Regions from separate parts of the Mus musculus genome. Here region 1 is linked to region 2. A link is a contact called in public HiCAR-type data. All regions are on one chromosome and are shown on one strand. Each heading gives the region's core, a stretch centred on a gene start, on an enhancer-like site or on the middle of the called end of the contact. The rest is flanking DNA. Distances are from core to core; before and after follow the strand shown.

The links. HiCAR-type assays count read pairs that join an accessible place to other places.
Region 1: a contact with region 2 is called in a HiCAR-type map of fibro-adipogenic progenitors, with 3 times the contacts expected there. The contact joins two enhancer-like sites. A contact is called at or near these places in 3 of 39 promoter capture datasets (cranial neural crest, macrophages and pre-B cells), 4 of 484 Hi-C or Micro-C datasets (the C2C12 cell line, adipose-derived mesenchymal stem cells, brown adipocytes and 1 more), 3 of 115 datasets of contacts at active chromatin or transcription factors (embryonic basal ganglia, fibro-adipogenic progenitors and neural progenitor cells) and 3 of 9 other capture datasets (adipose tissue, liver and macrophages).

Annotation. Positions count from the first base shown.
Region 1 is chr6:53,559,272-53,564,485 of GRCm38.p6, reverse strand. The region is part of intron 5 of Creb5 (cAMP responsive element binding protein 5); the gene reads right to left. Among named protein-coding and RNA genes, the nearest start is that of Gm33392, 31 kb to the left of the region's middle. Within about 2 kb of position 1,690, at least 27 of the 459 cell types and tissues checked have an H3K27ac peak or open chromatin away from gene starts, as enhancers often do. A contact at or near this core is called in the C2C12 cell line, adipose-derived mesenchymal stem cells, fibro-adipogenic progenitors and 1 more, where this site is marked.
Region 2 is chr6:53,333,986-53,339,387 of GRCm38.p6, reverse strand. All of the region lies in intron 1 of Creb5 (cAMP responsive element binding protein 5), which reads right to left. Among named protein-coding and RNA genes, the nearest start is that of Creb5, 49 kb to the right of the region's middle. Within about 2 kb of position 1,862, at least 47 of the 459 cell types and tissues checked have an H3K27ac peak or open chromatin away from gene starts, as enhancers often do. A contact at or near this core is called in the C2C12 cell line, adipose-derived mesenchymal stem cells, fibro-adipogenic progenitors and 1 more, where this site is marked.

The sequences.
Region 1 (5,214 bases), core at 441-2,940, 230 kb before region 2:
CACGAAAGATACCCATTCAGACAGGAGCAGAGACCTCTGACACATTCCTTGCTTTTATTTAAATGTATGTATTTGCTTGTGAGATATGATCTTGCTATGACTTTAGAATGGCCTCCAATTCAAAATCCCCCTGCCTCAGCCTCCAAAGTGTTGGAATGACTGGTACATGTCATCACACGCATCAGTCACTTATACTCTTTTTGTTTGTTACTTGTGACATCTATAGCAGGGGCCACTGAGCCCCTTTCACCTCTGACAGGTGCTGAAACATTAATATCCCTTTACTCAGAGCAACATGCTGACAGAGGGCTAGGGCTCATGCTGTGGAGAACGAAGAGGTGAGGGTCATCCTTAAGGACCGCGTTTAAGGGGCACGTTAAAGATCTGTGTACTCTCGTAAATAAATACTAACTGCTTGCAAGTCGCCCTTGCCATTTGGTGGGGGAGGGGTATCCTTGGGTTTGACTTCCAAAGGCAAACCAGAGCCTCTCCCTTTTCAAATGCAAGTTGCCACTGTGTAAATAGCGTGTGGGCACCTATCCCAAGCTGCACAATGTCCCTGAGTCACAGCTGCGTTGGGGTGACAGGAGCTGCAGGTCAGTTAGCTTTGAGCCTAGAAGGCCCCTGAATTCACTCCGGGCTGTTACATGTGAATTCTCCAGTTTCTGTTACATTAACAGAGGCGTGTGGTGTTACCCGATAGCTCTCGGCTTGGCAAACCTCAGCAAAATCCAGATTCTTCTGTTTCTGTCTCGGTCTCCCATTTCATTACACTCACCTGACACCTTCCGGTTCTTGGCTAACTTCAAGTCACCTCACAAAAGGCTTTAGTTGGTAAAGGTGGTTTTGCCCTATTGTACCTGTTATGAACTCACAGAAACCCAAGCCGGATGTCCACACGAAGGTATTTGAGGCAGCAGGGCAGGAAAGCCTGGTGTGAGCATGTGTGTGGTTTTTCTGTTTGCTTGTTTTGCTATGTGCTTGTATATGAGTGTGTATGTGTGTGCACACATGTGTGATGTGTGCGTATGTATGTATGTGTGTTTGCGTGTGTTTTGTGAAGGTATGTTCATGGAAGGTGGATGTAGGTGGTTACAGAGGACAGAGGTATTGGATCTTTGAGAGGTCGTTACAGATGGTTGTGAGCTGCTGTATGGGTGATGGGAACCAAACCCAGGTCCTGCAGAAGACCAGCATGTGCTCTTAGTTACTAGCATCTCTTTCTCTCTCTACCCTCCTGATTTTATTTTAAGGAAATCTCACAAACTATTGTGTCACAGAGAAAAAGCTTAAGCTTGGGGGAGCTGTTGAGAGGTTTTTGTAATGGTCTGAAGAGAAGCAATGGAAGCTAATTAATACTGGGTGGGTAGTCGGAAACCTAGGTGAGGACAGAGCCAGACTGAGCAGGGACAAGAAAGCCAGCCAACACTGTGTGAGGAAAGAGAGAAATCAGGGGTGACTCTGTGCTGTGACCTCATCCAGTGCGTAAATAATGACTCTGATGAAAAAGGTGTCATCACAGATGAGTCTGGAGAGTCAGGAGTTCTGCTGTGGGCATATTAAATTTGAGATGCCTATTCGACATGCAGATGGAGAAGTCAGGAAGGCAGACGGCAGGAACGTCTGAGCTTAGCCAGCAGCCAGGGCTGAAGCCCTCCACTGGGAATCAGTTCTGACGGACAGTCTACACCACGTAGCTGGGCAGGGCTCAGGGTTGAGTCATGCCGGAGGCTCTTCCAGTAAGAGGAGGGCAGAGGGTGAGGAGGAAGGGAGGCAGCAAGAGGGTCAGAAGAGAGTCCTGGGAGCCCTGACTGAGAACGTGTGATGGTGGTCACTGTCATAGGCCAAGGATGCCCAATCTGCATCACCAAATTAGAAAGATGGGAGAATGAACACCTGTGTTCCTGTGGCTGCGGTCTCCTGAGGAGAAAGGTAGGAAGAGGCCCACTCTCTTTCTCCATCGACCACTGTACCCCTTCCCCTATGTCTGAAAGCACCAAGAAAGGAACTCCTCTAATGTAGACAATGTGAAGTGTTTTTGATTGGCAAGCACTAAAAGATATGACGTTTCAAACCAAATCCCACCCAGGAGAGTCCCCAATGCCTTGGCCCCTTCCTGACTTCTGGTTGTCATTCAGAGGGAGTTAAAGCACAGCCCCCACACCTCCACAGTGATACGTGGTTTTTATTAGCAGGAGATAAACTTCATGTCAACAGGCCTCTGCTTTATTCGTTCCCACCCCCCTGAGACCTGGCTAATGTGATAAAGTTAGAATTATCCATGGGCACTAGAGAGAGACCTCTCAGTTTCTACAGTTAGGAAGCAAAATTAAAAAGAAAGCTGTAAACCTCACTAATGGACATGATGTGGTTACATCTATGACATTTCTCATTGTGAGAGTTCCTAGGGTAGCTGGGGGAATGTAGTCTACACATGGGCCCAAGAGCTGTTTTCTAAGAAAGAGCAGAGACAGGGAGAAGAACCCGTCTAGGTTGTTCTCTATCGATGAGTACAGGCATTCTGAGACATTTTCATTTTTATTTTCATGTATTATGTATGTATGTATGCATGCGTGTACATATGTGTGTATGTATGTATGCATATGTGACATATGTATGTGTGTATGTATGTATGCATGTGTGTACATATGTGTGTGTATGTATGCATGTGTGTACATATGTATGTGTGTATGTATGTATACATATGTGTACATGTGTATGTGTGTGTATGTATGTATGTATGTATACATATGTGTGCATATGTATGTATGTATGTATGCACATGTGTGTGTGTCTGTCTGTGTGTATGTGGTGTTTGTGTATGTGGAGGACAGAGAAGGATGCTAAATTCTGCTCTGTTGTTATTCACCATATTCTCTTGAAACAGGGCTTCCCACTGGACCTGGACTTACTCTAGTGGCCAGATAGCCCCAGTTACTTTTCTGTTCTGTCCCCACACTGTGCTGGGGTTACAGGTGCACTGTTTATGGGTGCTGGAGATTTGAACTAGGTCCTGATATTTGTTTTTAGCAAGAGCTCCTGCCTCTCTGGGGCCACCTCTCCAGTCCTTGAGACATAGTTTTAAGTGTGGCAACCATTTCAGAGTCTGCGACAATAGCTATCATATTAATTAGATCCAGGACCCTTGAGTCACAGAAAGGAGAGATGAGAAGTTTACACTCCAGATAGCAAATGAAAAAAATCCTAAGAGCAAAGTTACAGACGTTTATGAAAGTCCCTTTATTATTCTAAGTAAATCCAAACTTTGTGGAATAGGGAAGGCATTGGGCCAGAGCCAAGCTATCCCTCCAGAGAGACAGCTTGTGTCTACTTAGGAAGAGAGGGAGTGGTGGGTGGCTGCTGGGGCTCAGGGAATCACAGACACCCACGAGGCCAGACACTGTCCCGGTTATTTCAAAGTCAGGGGGAAGGAACAAAACCAGCCTCCGATTTTCAATGCATCTTGCAAATATGATCTCACAGAGCATTGGAGCGGAAAAGATTTTGAAGTATGACTTTTGTTACTTCCTAAGTGAAGACTAGGACAGAAGAGGTGGCCTGGATTGTACAAATCCCCCAGGGCATGTGTGCCTTTCCCAGCTTTCTCAGTTACACTCCTGGTAGGCCTTGTAGCTCAGGATTGGGGGCAGTTGTCAGTCATTTCCAATGCTTTGACTTCTTAGGAATGGAGGTGGTGCCCTGAGCAGCCACAGGGTTGGGGCCCAGAACATTTCCCATGAACTAGGCCCACACGGCCAGTCTCTGCCAATCAAAATCTGTCAGAGCTTACTTCATAGCAGTTACTAAATGATCTGGTGTTTCTGTAACCAAATAAATGCATTAAGAACAGGACCCTTTTCCTGCAATTCTCTCTAACATCCTGGATCTGTTCTTAGAAGCAGATAAAAGGCAGTAGAAACTCTGGCCCCAGTGATGCCAATTTATATGCACTGCAGAGCAATCCATTATGCTTGTCGACCCTGTTCCAACCAGTCCCAAGATGAGTCGTGTAGCAGATTTGGTCAGTACTGTTACTAGTCAGATCCAGTCTCTTCACCTCTTGTACAGTGATTGTTTTTCATAATAGACTCATTCTCCTTGTACGTCTTATTTGGGGTATTGCTTTTTTTGTTTGGTAGTTGGGTTAATTGGAACTTTTCCCCATTAATTATTATAAAATATACATGATTTTTTTACAATGCTAGAGACCAAGCCCGAAACATGTCCTAAGGGAGGTGCTCTCTCACTGAGCTTCACCACTCCCGTCCTGGCAGAGTGTACCAGACATGTACTTATCACTGGACCTTTCTAGCCATAGGTTTCAGTGACATTAGGAAAATGGTAAGACTTCTGAAGCAGGAAAGAATTTTTTTTAAAAAAAGTGAAATGATAATTATAATAAAAACAGAAGCTGAATAACCAGTTCTTATTAAATTCCAAACATGTGCTGAGGTAGTCTATACCATCTTACTGAATTCTAAAGTCAGGTCTGGTACGATTCTTATCCTTCTTTTTCACAAATGAAGAAATGGTTTTCAAAAGGTGAAGGTACTTGCCCAGGCACACAGTGTGTTCACGCCAGTTCACACAAAAGGTGAAGGCACACAGTGTGTCCGCACCAGTTCACACTATCCACCGTGCCTGCCGCACTATTTCTCCGAGGACACTAATCAAAACCTATTCCTCCTTGGTTTATCTGCATTATTCTCCATTTTTTAAAAGATTTATTTCATGTTCAACTATGTGTTGGTGGATGGTATGTGCATATGAATGCAGTGGTGGATGGTATGTGCATATGAATGCAGTGGTGGATGGTATGTGCATATGAATGCAGTGGTGGATGGTCTGTGCATATGAATGCAGTGGTGGATGGTATGTGCATATGAATGCAGTGGTGGATGGTATGTGCATATGAATGCAGTGGTGGATGGTACGTGCATATGAATGCAGTGGTGGATGGTATGTGCATATGAATGCAGGGGTGGATGGTACGTGCATATGAATGCAGTGGTGGATGGTATGTGCATATGAATGCAGTGGTGGATGGTATGTGCATATGAATGCAGTGGTGGATGGTATGTGCATATGAATGCAGGGGTGGATGGTACGTGCATATGAATGCAGTGGTGGATGGTATGTGCATATGAATGCAGTGGTGGATGGTATGTGCATATGAATGCAGTGGTGGATGGTATGTGCATATGAATGCAGGAG
Region 2 (5,402 bases), core at 613-3,112:
ACTTCTGCTTAGTTCTCTCCTCTGCCCCTCTCTGCTCATAACTAGCACTCATGTGTAATCACTCCTTGAACAACTCAAGCTAGGGATAACCAACATTTTTGCAACACTTCCTACATGAATTGGATTTTCTCACATCTCAGCAGAGACCTACTAGTTTACTATTTTTATTACTGCTTACATTACTATTATTACTTATTATTTTTAGTTTTTAATATGAGAATATAAGAGCCAGGCAGTATAACTACTCTGGCCCAGAAGTCCATTAATGCCTCCTGTCACTGCTATCCATCTTCAGTTGTCACTCTCAAACTAACCTTCATTACAGGTGTCCCATCCTAACCATGTGACATTTGCACATAAGAAATTCTGGAAATAGATATTTTATAAATGCATACAATCAAGTTTATGAGAAGAAAGCAAAGGCTGGGGTCTTCAATCTCACTTTCCTACAACTCTGCCTCCACTCTAAACCCCCACAGTGGCCAGAGTATGCTTCTAAAAGTGCTAAAAGCTGGCTGTGTGACACCCTCCTGCTGGCCAAGGTTCTGCTGCTGTTGTTCCCTGAACCCTCCAGTTGTCTTTATTGCCCATCCATTCTCATGTTTCTTAGAAATAATCTTTGTTATCACTATCTTGATAGTGGATGCTCTATCTAAAAATAACTTAGGAGTGCCTGTGGCTTCCCATAGGTCTCGGGTCTCCCCACAACCCATGGAATCCTTAGAAGGCACAGCCCGATCTCATTAGAATTAAAACTCCACACAGCTCTAGAGTAGAGATGCTGGACCACCTTGTTATACGATGTATGCACACTTCACCTCTTTGTATGTCAGATCCCTCCTTGGTGAGTTAGAGGAAATCTTAGCATAGCATGCATCTCACCGAGTTTTTAGGATATTTAGAATAATATAAGTAATAAAATGAGATGTGGCATACACATATACATTTCAAGATAAATATTTGCCAATTCACTCTCCTTCTTCACCTATGCCTTTGGTGTTCCTGTAAACTTTTGCTTTGTTCTCATAAACTTAAGTATATGCATTTATAAAATATACAGTTCCGGAATGATGAGACAGCGGTGACAGAAAGTGGAGCTTTAAAAAAGGCATTAACTCCAGGGTCTTAATGACGCACTTAATGAGTCTACCCCAGGCACATTGTCCACATCTATGAAATGGGAGCGATGGCATAGACCTCGTGAGACTGCACAGAAGGTTACCAGGGAGAGTCTGTTTGAAGCAAGTGTTCAGTGTCTAGAGCTCACTAGGCAGGCTGGACCACAAACCTGTTCACTGCTTTCATCCAGCACACAGCCAGGTCATATTCTCAGCAGCATGTGGCATCCGGTTATCCAGTCCACTCATAAGTATGAATCAGTGCCTTCAACTAAAGAAAGAAGGTCACGAGGGAAAATGTAGAAAGAGAATTTAAAATAATCCTTTAAGATAAGATACAGAACCTAAAACTACCCCCATGGCCCCTGAGACTTAAGGTGGGCTCAGTATTCTACGGCTCTGATCAATGGCAGCTTCCTTTATTAGGGGAGTCCCCGCAATAGGAAAAGGCCCCTTGGCCCCAGTCAGTCAGCACACACATGAGTCCTGACTGATACATGGGAATGCTAGTCAACTGGACAATAGGAGGGAGGGGTGGGGTGCACAGAGGCCCACTGCCAGCTCCGTAGCTGTACTCCCTCACTGAGAACGTGACTGCCACGAGGCACTCGTGTTGATTTTTCCCAGAGGACGAGAAGGAAGGCTATTTCCATGGGGGCGTTAATGTGGAGGGGTGTGGGCAGTGCAGCGGAGACTCCTGTGGCTACATTCTTTCTTGGCAGGCAGAGTGATAGGGTGTGGGTGTCCTGTCATCAGATCTGCACGACATTAGCCCAACCCATTACATCAGCAGGAATCGCATCCCTCAGGGAGGAGTGAAGGCCAGGGCAGCAGGGCCAGCTCATCCCACAGCAAGGCATTACAAGCTGTTGCCTCTCCCCTGCCCCGTTCTTTCTGGATTCCATGGGAATTGCTACTCCCGAGGCCCACCACATCTCAGGCACCACCTAGGTGTTTAATTTATGTTCAAATATTTAATTCCCCCAATATCCCTTCCAAGAATGCGATCACATCCATATTTTATTAGTGACTTCAGTCGGGCTCAGGGAGGTGAAGTCATTGGCCATGATCATCGCATAGTCAGTGTTTGGCAGAGCTGGGATCCAAGCCCAGATCCATGTTAAACTACAGCCCCTGTTTTGTTTGATGGGACTCCATATCCTCCCAAGGACCCCTTTTGAGACAGCCTTTTCCTGCATGCCTATATTTGGAATAGTATGATACTGGCAATAAGTCTCTTTTGCCTTATTATTCTGTGAAATTAAATCCACCTTGACATAGTTCATATTGTTTGGTTACATTTCCAAAGTGCTACCTGTCCATGTCACAAACACACTGCAGTCCAGAAAGCAAGGCCCTGATTCTGCCATCCATCTCTTGGTATGTTCAGAAAGCATACCAAGCTACATTGGGAATCATGATGAATTTATCAGACCCAACAAAGCCTCCTGGCAATTTCTATCAACATCCACACATCCCTACATTCACCCTTTCTGATTCTTTAGTCAGAAAATGTCAAATTAGAAAGCATTACATTACCAAGCATCTAGTTATACATGGGAGATATAAAATACCTACTGTCTCAGAGTTTCACAATCACAGACCAAACCTGTCTTAAACTCTTAAGTTTCTGATGTGGGCCTTTGTCTGTTCTTCTACTCTACATTTTTAATTATCCACTGAGCACAGGCTCTTCTCTTTTACTAGGGTACTGGTGTCATGAGATTCTCTTTCTACTCACCATTCTCAGCCTAGAGTACTGCTGAAAGCAAGAAATCTGACAGAATTATTAACATTCACCCCATGGTCCAACTTGGCTTAGGTATTGGAACCCACCTCTCATATTGGATATTGAGTAAGTTAAGGCCAAAATTATCTCAGACATGCCTTCACTCAATCAAGCTAACCCAAGATTCTTCTCTGAGACAAGGGCAAACCACCACCAATTCTACTTCAGCAATGATCAGGGCAACCTCAGTGAGTTTCACGATAAGACAGAAATTGCCCTAAATTCCTCTTGAGTCAGTCTCCTGTTCACTGAAGTACTTCTGCGTGTAATATACCCAGTCACATTACTTATCATTATCCATTGCCAAGATCTTTAGTCCACTGTATGTTCACATGTGTGTGCATATATGTGTGTGCAGGGGCATGTGTGTTATTAATGTCACACAGGCTAGAGCCATTTGGAAGAGGGAGCCTCAGTTGAGAATAAATCCATACCACATTGGCCTATGAGGGTATTTGCTTGATTAGCAATTGATGTAAGAGTCTCATTCTCTGTGAGTGGTGCCATCCCTAGGCTAGTGGTCCTGAGTACAATAAGAAAGCAAATTGAGAAAACCATGAGAGCAAGCCAGTAAGCAGTATCCCTCCATCCTTCCATCTTCTCCTGCCTCTGGACTCCTGTGTTGAATTCCTACACTGACTTCCCTCAGTGGGGAACTCTGCTGTGGAACTGTAAGCAGCAATAAATCCCTTTCTCCCCAATACTTTGTTGTCATGGTGATAGAACACTTGTCACAGTGATAGGGGCTTAACTAAGACAAAGGGTATATACGAGTTGGGGTAGGTTTGTCAGGGGATGCCTGTGTGTGTGCATGTAGACACATGTCAATCTCAGATGCCATTCCTAAGATTCTATCCATCTTAATTGCTAAGCAAATGTCTCTCACTGGCTCAGAACTGCCCAGTTAGGCGAGGCTGTCTGGCCAGCAAGACACCACATGTCTGTGACACCCCAGCATATTGATCATTGTACCCCACCTTGCCTGGTTTTGGGACATTGGGTTTGGGGAGTTGAACTCAGCTTCTTTTGCCTGTGCACAAAGCACTTCATAAGTGCACCTATCTTCCCAGGCCTTCATTTTACAATGTTTATAAAGAACTTCCTCAAATTAGAAAACAAGTCAGGTGTGGTGGCTCACTCCTGTAATCCCAGCACTTGCAAAGACAGATGCAGGCAACCAGGAAGCAGTTCAAGGCCCGTCATAGCTATGTAGCAAGTCTGAGAGTGGTCCTGGTTACAGTGTGAGATGCCACAAAACAAAATAAAAACCTCTTCAAATGGTCAGCCTTCATGCATCCAGTGGGTTGGTGGGATAACTTTTTAAAAAGAAAATTGGAAAACAAATGTTCATATTATTCTGAAAGAAGACAGAGGACTGTATCAGATCCTCAAATCTGAAACAAGTGCCTGTCTTGTGGGGACATTGTCCTTTCATGGAAGTCATTTTCCACTTGGTGTATGCCTGGAGCCAGACAACCCAAAATCCAGAAGAGGCAAAGGTTATACTCACCACTAACTATTCTGCTCATGGCTAAACAAGAGCTGCTGAGTGTGCCCCTAGGCTTGCGTACAGCACTTTGGCCAGATTGCTAGTGAGGCCTGGTTCCTGTGGTAGCATAATGGAGGATGTAGAAAATTCATGACATAGTTGTCAAGTCCAAAGGAAAGCCCAGTCCCCCAAATTCAGGCTGTTCCCCTCTAACAAGGGAACCTATCTGTCAGAAAGACTAATGGCTATCTGTGATGTATATGCAGACCAAGCTCATGCTGGCCTCAGTACCTGTGGTCCTTCCAGCTCTTCTCATCCCTCCTTCCACCCTAAACATCTCCAACTCATAGGCTTCCTTTCCCTCTACTTCTGATTTCCTTATTGCCTTGCCATTTGTGGACACATGCTCTCTGTCTTCCTTTCTCTCTCTCCCTGTCTCTCTCTCCTCTTGTGACCTGGTCCAGTCTACTGACCATGTTACATCTACTGCTTTCTCTCCATGCTCTGCACTCTTCTGGATGTCTCTAGCTTTAGTTTCCTTCATATCTACAAGAAAAACCTTCCTCTCAACCATACCTAGGGGCAGTCATGTCCTCAGTTGATATATCACACGCCCAAACCCTCCATCTATGCAGTAGGGCTATAGAAGGCCTTTATGTCCCAGAGCCTGGCCCTGGGGAGGACTGTAGAGCCCAGCCTTTGGTCTTTCTCGGTTCTTGCTTCTAGATGTAATTGCTTGCTTGCTCCTGTGTCACTCTTCCCAATCTTAGCTGCTAGGATATGACACCGGGCTGATACTAGTGCTGTGCCTTTGACCTTCCTAAACTGTGAGTCAAATAAGCCTCATCTTCCTCAGTAGCTGAAGTCAGTGATTTCATTACAGTAATGAAAGACTAACCAATATACCTAAACACAAGCATGTAAGGAGAGAGTAACAATAAGTGTGGACTGTCTGTGTGCAAAATCACACACGTACACGCGCGCGCGTGCACACACACACACACAC